2 separate regions of the Oncorhynchus kisutch genome follow, and region 1 is linked to region 2. The links are chromatin contacts, called in public Hi-C maps. All regions are on one chromosome and are shown on one strand. Each heading gives the region's core, a stretch centred on a gene start, on an enhancer-like site or on the middle of the called end of the contact. The rest is flanking DNA. Distances are from core to core; before and after follow the strand shown.

Region 1 (3,501 bases), core at 912-3,411, 150 kb after region 2:
GTTCAACATTTGTGATAGAAAATAAATAAAAATTAAGAGGTTGCTGGTTCATACATTCCTATGCTTTGTCCAAAGCTTACTGTCAAGCGCAGAGGTGCCAAGAATACACCAACGTCAAATAGACAAAGTTGGAAAATGCATATGTAGCATCAGGAGAAAACAAATTCTGACAATGGTCACGTCACTCCGTTGAAGTAATGTTGAGCCCAGTGTAAAGCCAACTCCTGTTCCAGGCCTCTAAAATGCTTGTTGGGAGCGTTTCCTCCTTCAATCGCACCAGGGTATGACTGACTGCCTGGTTTTTGACAGCATGAATTCGACAAATCTCCTCACATCTGCTGCTCCCCTCAAACAGCAGCGGTTGGAATGGGCTTGGACTGGGCAGCAAGACATTGTTTATGACTGCTGGGCTATCCTTGGCTGTTCCCCCTGCACAACATTTGATCAGGCGTTAATGTTTTACTTCTTAGCTGGTGCTATGGGCAAATGAGAACCCCCCCCCCCCCAAAAAAAAAAAATCAATGCCAATGTTACAGATTGTTCAAAATCAACACAAGACAGAGGCTTTTTCCCATTTCGATGACATTCAGAATAAAACAAAATAATCATTGAGATCTATAGCCTCAATAAAGTAACCATTGTTGTGGTAGCATGCAGAGTATTTGCCAACTCCTACACCCAAAGGCGAGAACTCCTGGTACCAAACAAATAAAATTGTATTTGTCACGTGTCAAATACAACAAGTGTAGACCTTACTGTGAAATGCTTATGGGTGGCCATTTGATTAATTGTTCATCAGTCTTATTGCTTGGGGGTAGAAGCTATTAAGGAGCCTTTTGGACCTAGACTTTGCACTCCAGTACCCCTTGCCATGCGGTAGCAGAGAAACAGTCTATGACTTGGGTGACTGGAGTCTGACAGTGTTTTGGGCCTTCCTCTGACACCGCCTAGTATATAGTTCCTGGATGGCAGGAAGCTTGGCCCCAGTGATGTACTGGGCTGTACGCACTACCCTCTGTAGCGCCTTATAGTCAGATGCCGAGCAGTTGCCATACCAGGCGGTGATGCAACTGGTCAACTATTACTGTTCCTTAATTTAGGGAAAGCTCTGAAGCAGAAATAATGTTACCAGGCCTCAATCTCATTACCAGTTTAATTAAGAAATAAATGTGCTGGAACAAACACAGGTGATATGCAATCGACAGTGTCAGAGTGAAGGGTGGAACACGGGACTTATTTCATTCATGGCTATAGAATCCTTGTTTTCATCCATTGTAACAACTGTCTTAATAAAATGCTACGCTATAACAATATAATTAGTCTCTGTAGTTGGAATGATTTTTTACTTAAAAACGGTACAATAATACCATCTATAATATAACAACACTGTAATAACCAAAAACAAAGACATACCACACTACAACTCTAAATAGGCAATAAATAGAAATGAAGGTTAATGACAGTGAAATATTGTCATTTTTATTGGGGCTGTATTTTTTCCTGGCACCCTGTAATGGTAATGCCAGACATTATTCCATCCAATAAAACAGTACATGGATACTTGTCCAGGTCTGATTTTCAACAAGATTCTATATTTATGGTGAAGCAGCTGATGGCAATAGCATATTCAAGTTGTACTGTCCAATGTCAAACGCTGACAGTGGTCAAATCCAAAACATTAACTTACGAGTATTCAGATACACATTTTAATGCAAGTGCAAATTGTCTGCTATTTTAAAAAAGTGTTACAAATACTGAAAAACAGTTGCATTTCCCTTCATTTTATTTTAATAAAAAAATATCTGTATTCATGAACCATAGATCTGCAACAAACAAGTTAAAATGCACAAAATATTTATTTTGCTTTGTAGTTATGGAAAAATACGGAAAAACCTGGTTAATGTCTAAGGGAAAAACAATCAGCTGTGGCTATTCTGGTACATTGCCTTCAGTGTCCACTAGATAGCAGACAACTTCTTTGTTTCACATGGCACGTACACGGTATGATTAGCCTACAAAGTCATCACAAATGTTAAAGATTATACATTATAATAAAAATATTTCACTTGTATCATTGGACATTTAAATAAAAAGGTATACTATGCAGCTGAATACATTTACTCTGAATGATTGATCTTAGATCAAATCAACTTGCCTATCCGGTTCATTATGGTAAAACCGATCCTGGATCAGTTAACGACTGCACGACCAGTTCAGACTTCCTATCACGTGGTGCAGTAGCTTCCTTTCTTCTCAGAACCAAGGAAAGAGAATACTTCGCAAAATGGAGGTGATAAATATGTTGATTGTTTATCGGTGTCTGCATATATTTGCGTTGCACGTAACAATGTAAAGTGTATTATGAGCAAACAGGTCTTTGAAAATGATGCAGCGACATAATATGCACATGATTCTAACAGCATTTTTAGGAAGGCAACATTAACGTTAGCTAGCTAACGTTAGCGCCACTGCGTTTCTCAACATTTGGCTAGCAAAATGATCATGCCAGTCAAGAGTTCTACGGTTACAGTGTTGCAGTTTTTTTTGTTTATAGAACGTATCCACATCAAACAAGTACTTGGATGTATCATTCAGTGGAATACATAGGCCAAAATTGTAGGTCAAGCCTTAGCTACAGATTGTAACACCAGACAATGTGATGTAAACCCCAAAATTGGTATCCGGTATACTGGGTGTTACAGGTTAACGTTGGGTAGGCATAACGTTACTGTTTGGTGTAACAGAATTTTCGACCAACCTTAACGATTCGTCGAAACCGGGGTCTCATAAAATGTAATTGTCCAGTTGCAGGAGGTCTGTTTGAATTTAGAAAATGCTCTGTCATAATAAAAAAAAAAAAAAAATGTTTTGCGCCATAAAGGAATCCAACAATGTGAGGCGTGTGTACGCCGCCATCTTGTCTTTTTCAAGTCTTCATTCATTGATTGAGGCAGGTGGATCCACCCCAAAGTGCCGCATGTCATGACAGACACCTGTCTCGATTAACAAGAGAATACTTGAAATGGACAAGATGGCGGAGTACATGTGGTTTGATTACTTAATGGAGTCATTTTATTTTAATAATGGAGAATGTTCTAAATTCAAATGGTCAAGGACATTTTATTTGACTCCAGTTTCCAAGATTCTAAGACCATATTGCTAAATTTGGTCAAATTATGTGCTACACCAAACGGTACCAAACCTGTAACTCCCAGTATAATGCATACTAAACAATGTTTGGTTAAATCACATTATCTGGTTTTACAGTCTGTAGCTAAAGCATAGACCTAAACTGTAGGACAGGCTATGTATCCCAATGAATGATACATTGAAACACTTGTCGGACTGTGGAGACATTCCATCATTCTACAAATCAAAATTACTGCAACATTGTAACTGTAGAACTCTGACTAGCACAATGAAATTTTCTAGCCAAAAGTTAGAAACGCAGCTGTGCTAAAGTTAGCTAGCTATCATTTTGTCACTGCATCATTTTCAAAT
Region 2 (3,277 bases), core at 131-2,630:
TAACATACACATGTAATGTAAGTTTATATTTCTTTGTTGCTTAGTTTCCCCAAGAAAATACTGAGCATTGATTAATACGCCAAAATACATTATAGTATTATTATTTATTTTTTTAACATCTTATGACATAATGCGTAATAGTCTTTAAAAAATCATAGTCCTTGATTCCCTGGACTAATAGGGATACATTTGGTTTGCCTTAATAATACGTGCATGTGTGCTCTATTAATGTGTTTAGGTAGCCTATATTTGCGTAAATATTCAATCATGGTCCTTTATTTCACCTTTATGAATTCAATATATGAAAAATAGGCCCACAAGTATAACTTGTTAGTTAGAACAGATAATTTTATGATTTTAATATCCTAGGAGTAAAGGATGATAGTCTGGCCAAAAAGGTGTGTGAGGACTACAACCGAACCGCATGCATAGCTTAGTAGGTCTAAAGAGTTTTTTTCTTCTCAATAAATACCACATTTCAATTTTGGGGCTGATTTCATGTATTTATTTGTTCTACCCTATTTCAACACCACATTGAGCCTGGTCGAATTTGTTTCGGTGGGAAGATCCTATAGATCTTCCTCTATCGATTTATTTTCTTTCAAATATCTTAGTTAATACATGTGTTATGCGTTATGCGACATTGTAACCAACGCAAGACATACATTTAGCCACAACGGAAATGTTGCTAATGAAAAGATTATCTTTGATTAGTGGTCAAAATATTGCATAGTGCCAGTGCCAATGAAGGTTTTCATTATTATTTTGTATCTTGTTTTTACAAAAAAAAATACTATGTTGGCCTCATGAACAAAAAAATACTATGTTGGCCTCATGTTTCCTGTTATATAAGACCAAATGTACTTTATTACAACCATTGACCTATTCTAGAATATAGTTTATTAGCTGTATGAAATATTTAGGCTCGACATTTACTCAACATGTTTAGTATAACTGATGTTTATGCTCGTCAACATGGTAATATCTATGTTATTATAATGTTAGAAAAAATAATATATTCCGTATGCACGAATCTTCTGACTCAAAACTAGCAAATGTGGTTATTCTGCGGTTAAAATCTAACATGTACAATTTCAATTCAAGAAGCAGGGGTATTGTTCGTTAACTTTCCAAATGAGATTTTCAAGCAAAGCTTTCTGAGAAGAAATGGGGAATGGCCCCCGCCATTATGCGCAAAACAGGGTGAATTGCTGCAGTCGAAATTTCTTTTTGTGAGAGGAGAATTTACAACTTGGTAATAGACCTTTTTATGTGCCTCTATCGCCTGTCATTGGATGCCACTGGTCATGTGCAAGAGGCAAACGTCTCCATGGCCCTTTTCCTGATTTCCCAAGCGGTTTTTTCTCTGCATTCTGCTGCTATACCGTCCCCAACCAAAACGCTCAGCCTACACTCGCTCAAAATTTGCCTTATTATTGCCCGAATGAAAGTGTGAACCTACCAGATCCTCGATAACTATATAGTTATTTACTTGACTTGTCAGGGCTAGCGTTTCTTCCTGTGTGCATACCGAACATCGAAAGGAGAGCCTCTGCTGTTCATCATCCGTATAGTTTCACTGTAACATCATGTATTATTTATACAGAGTCACCACAAGAAAACACATGGATTACCCAACTGCATTAGGTAAGCATTTAATGTTACAAACATCATGTTAGAATGGTTGTTGATTGAATTTCTCTATGCTACTTCCTGTCTCGTTGCACCAGGGTATATTAGCAGTATAGGCTAATCAGAACCTCAGTCGAGATGACATGTAGAGACTAAAGCCAAAAGACACATGTTTAAGATAAGTTTATATAACTAAAACTGCTGTTATGCATGTATTATGAGTCAACACCAATGAACGTTTACATTTAACATTGCATGTGAATCTGAACGCATAAAACTGTGATCGGTATTATACCAATAGGCTACGTGTGATTGAATTGTAATTTGCTGTGACAATGGGTTGACGTGTTCATGTTAGTTTAGCCAAACTGATTAATGTATAAGGACGCATATTTAGCTTCAGTAGCCTAAAACGAATGTTTACTAACTTTGAAGTGCTTGCAGGGATGGGTTCTTTCGATGTTTGTGCGTATGAACAGTATCTGTCGGTCTGTCTGTATGTCTGTCCGTCTATATGTTTTCGTTATATATGTGTATCTTTCTGTATGTTTGATATATATATATAGAATTGATTGTATAATGTCTCTGAAGTGACACGCAGCCTAATTGAGTTTTGAGGAGCTGGCTGCCAGATGATTTTAGACAGTTCGATTTTCTAAGTGAATTATATTCATTAGTCCTCTTTTGGTGCATGAAGTCGAAGTCATTACTGTTGTGCGAGGTAATGGATATCTGCATGATGGAATTTGTATGAAGTCACCTGATATGGTCTTAATATTAGTTCCACGTTCTATCAAGGACGTTGTGTAGGCCTACTTGTGAATATATCGTTACACTCAAGCTATTGCTCCATAGGCCATATAATAACAACAATAGACCTACACATTGTTATATAGTTGAACTAAACAAGGTAACCATTTGCATTGTATTTTCAGATATGGATGTTTAGAACATTTGAATTTGTCCTGTTGTAACACACACACGTGTGGAAAAAAATGCAACATATAATGTTAATCTTTCAGAAATGCAGTTGTTGAGCTTTCCCACCAGAGAAGCAGTTTTCATAGATGTTTTCAGCTGCCTGAGATGGGGGGCAACGGAACAAAGACAGTATTTCACTGTTGCCTGACAGGCAGCTGCGAAAGTATTTACAGCTTTACTGCAATGCGGCAAACGAGAGAAAGCCTGGAACGAGGGCAGCCTATAAAAGTGGGGCCTGCGAATGACAAAACGCGGAGCATTTAAATGACTCGATTAGCTTCTAGTCTTAACTCTGGATCGGAAATCACATCACGTCCCAATATATATATGGATATAGCGTTGTCATTTCGTTCTTCGTTCGTTCTTATATCATATCGCCCATAAATGAAATACAATATTACACTGTATATCAACGTATAGATATATAATTTATCTAAAAAATAAACAGAGCGAGAGAACAGTTCCCTTGATTATTAGGTTTGGTGTGTGTTTTGTATTGCAGTGTTAAAACATTTTGCGGTTGCAGTGGTTAGCCATACGAAGGATTTTTTTTGGATTCCCAGTCTAGTTTAGCCTATACATTATGCAATTATTGAACATCGTGGGAGCATATTAATCCTATCATCTGCGGTATAAGGGATGAACGAATAATAAACCTAGATCA

What was found. Hi-C and Micro-C count contacts between places; a contact is called where the count stands out from the background.
Region 1: a contact with region 2 is called in a Hi-C map of muscle, with 4 times the contacts expected there. The contact joins the promoter of LOC109866899 here to the promoter of hoxd3a in region 2. A contact is called at or near these places in 2 of 2 Hi-C or Micro-C datasets (liver and muscle).

What each region holds. Positions count from the first base shown.
Region 1 is chrLG2:44,400,268-44,403,768 of Okis_V2, forward strand. It overlaps LOC109866899 (heterogeneous nuclear ribonucleoprotein A3), which reads left to right and starts at 2,162. Exons shown (of 11, transcript XR_004203904.1): 1 at 2,162-2,290.
Region 2 is chrLG2:44,248,606-44,251,882 of Okis_V2, forward strand. hoxd3a (homeobox D3a) reads left to right here and starts at 1,381. Exons shown (of 4, transcript XM_020455722.2): 1 at 1,381-1,647.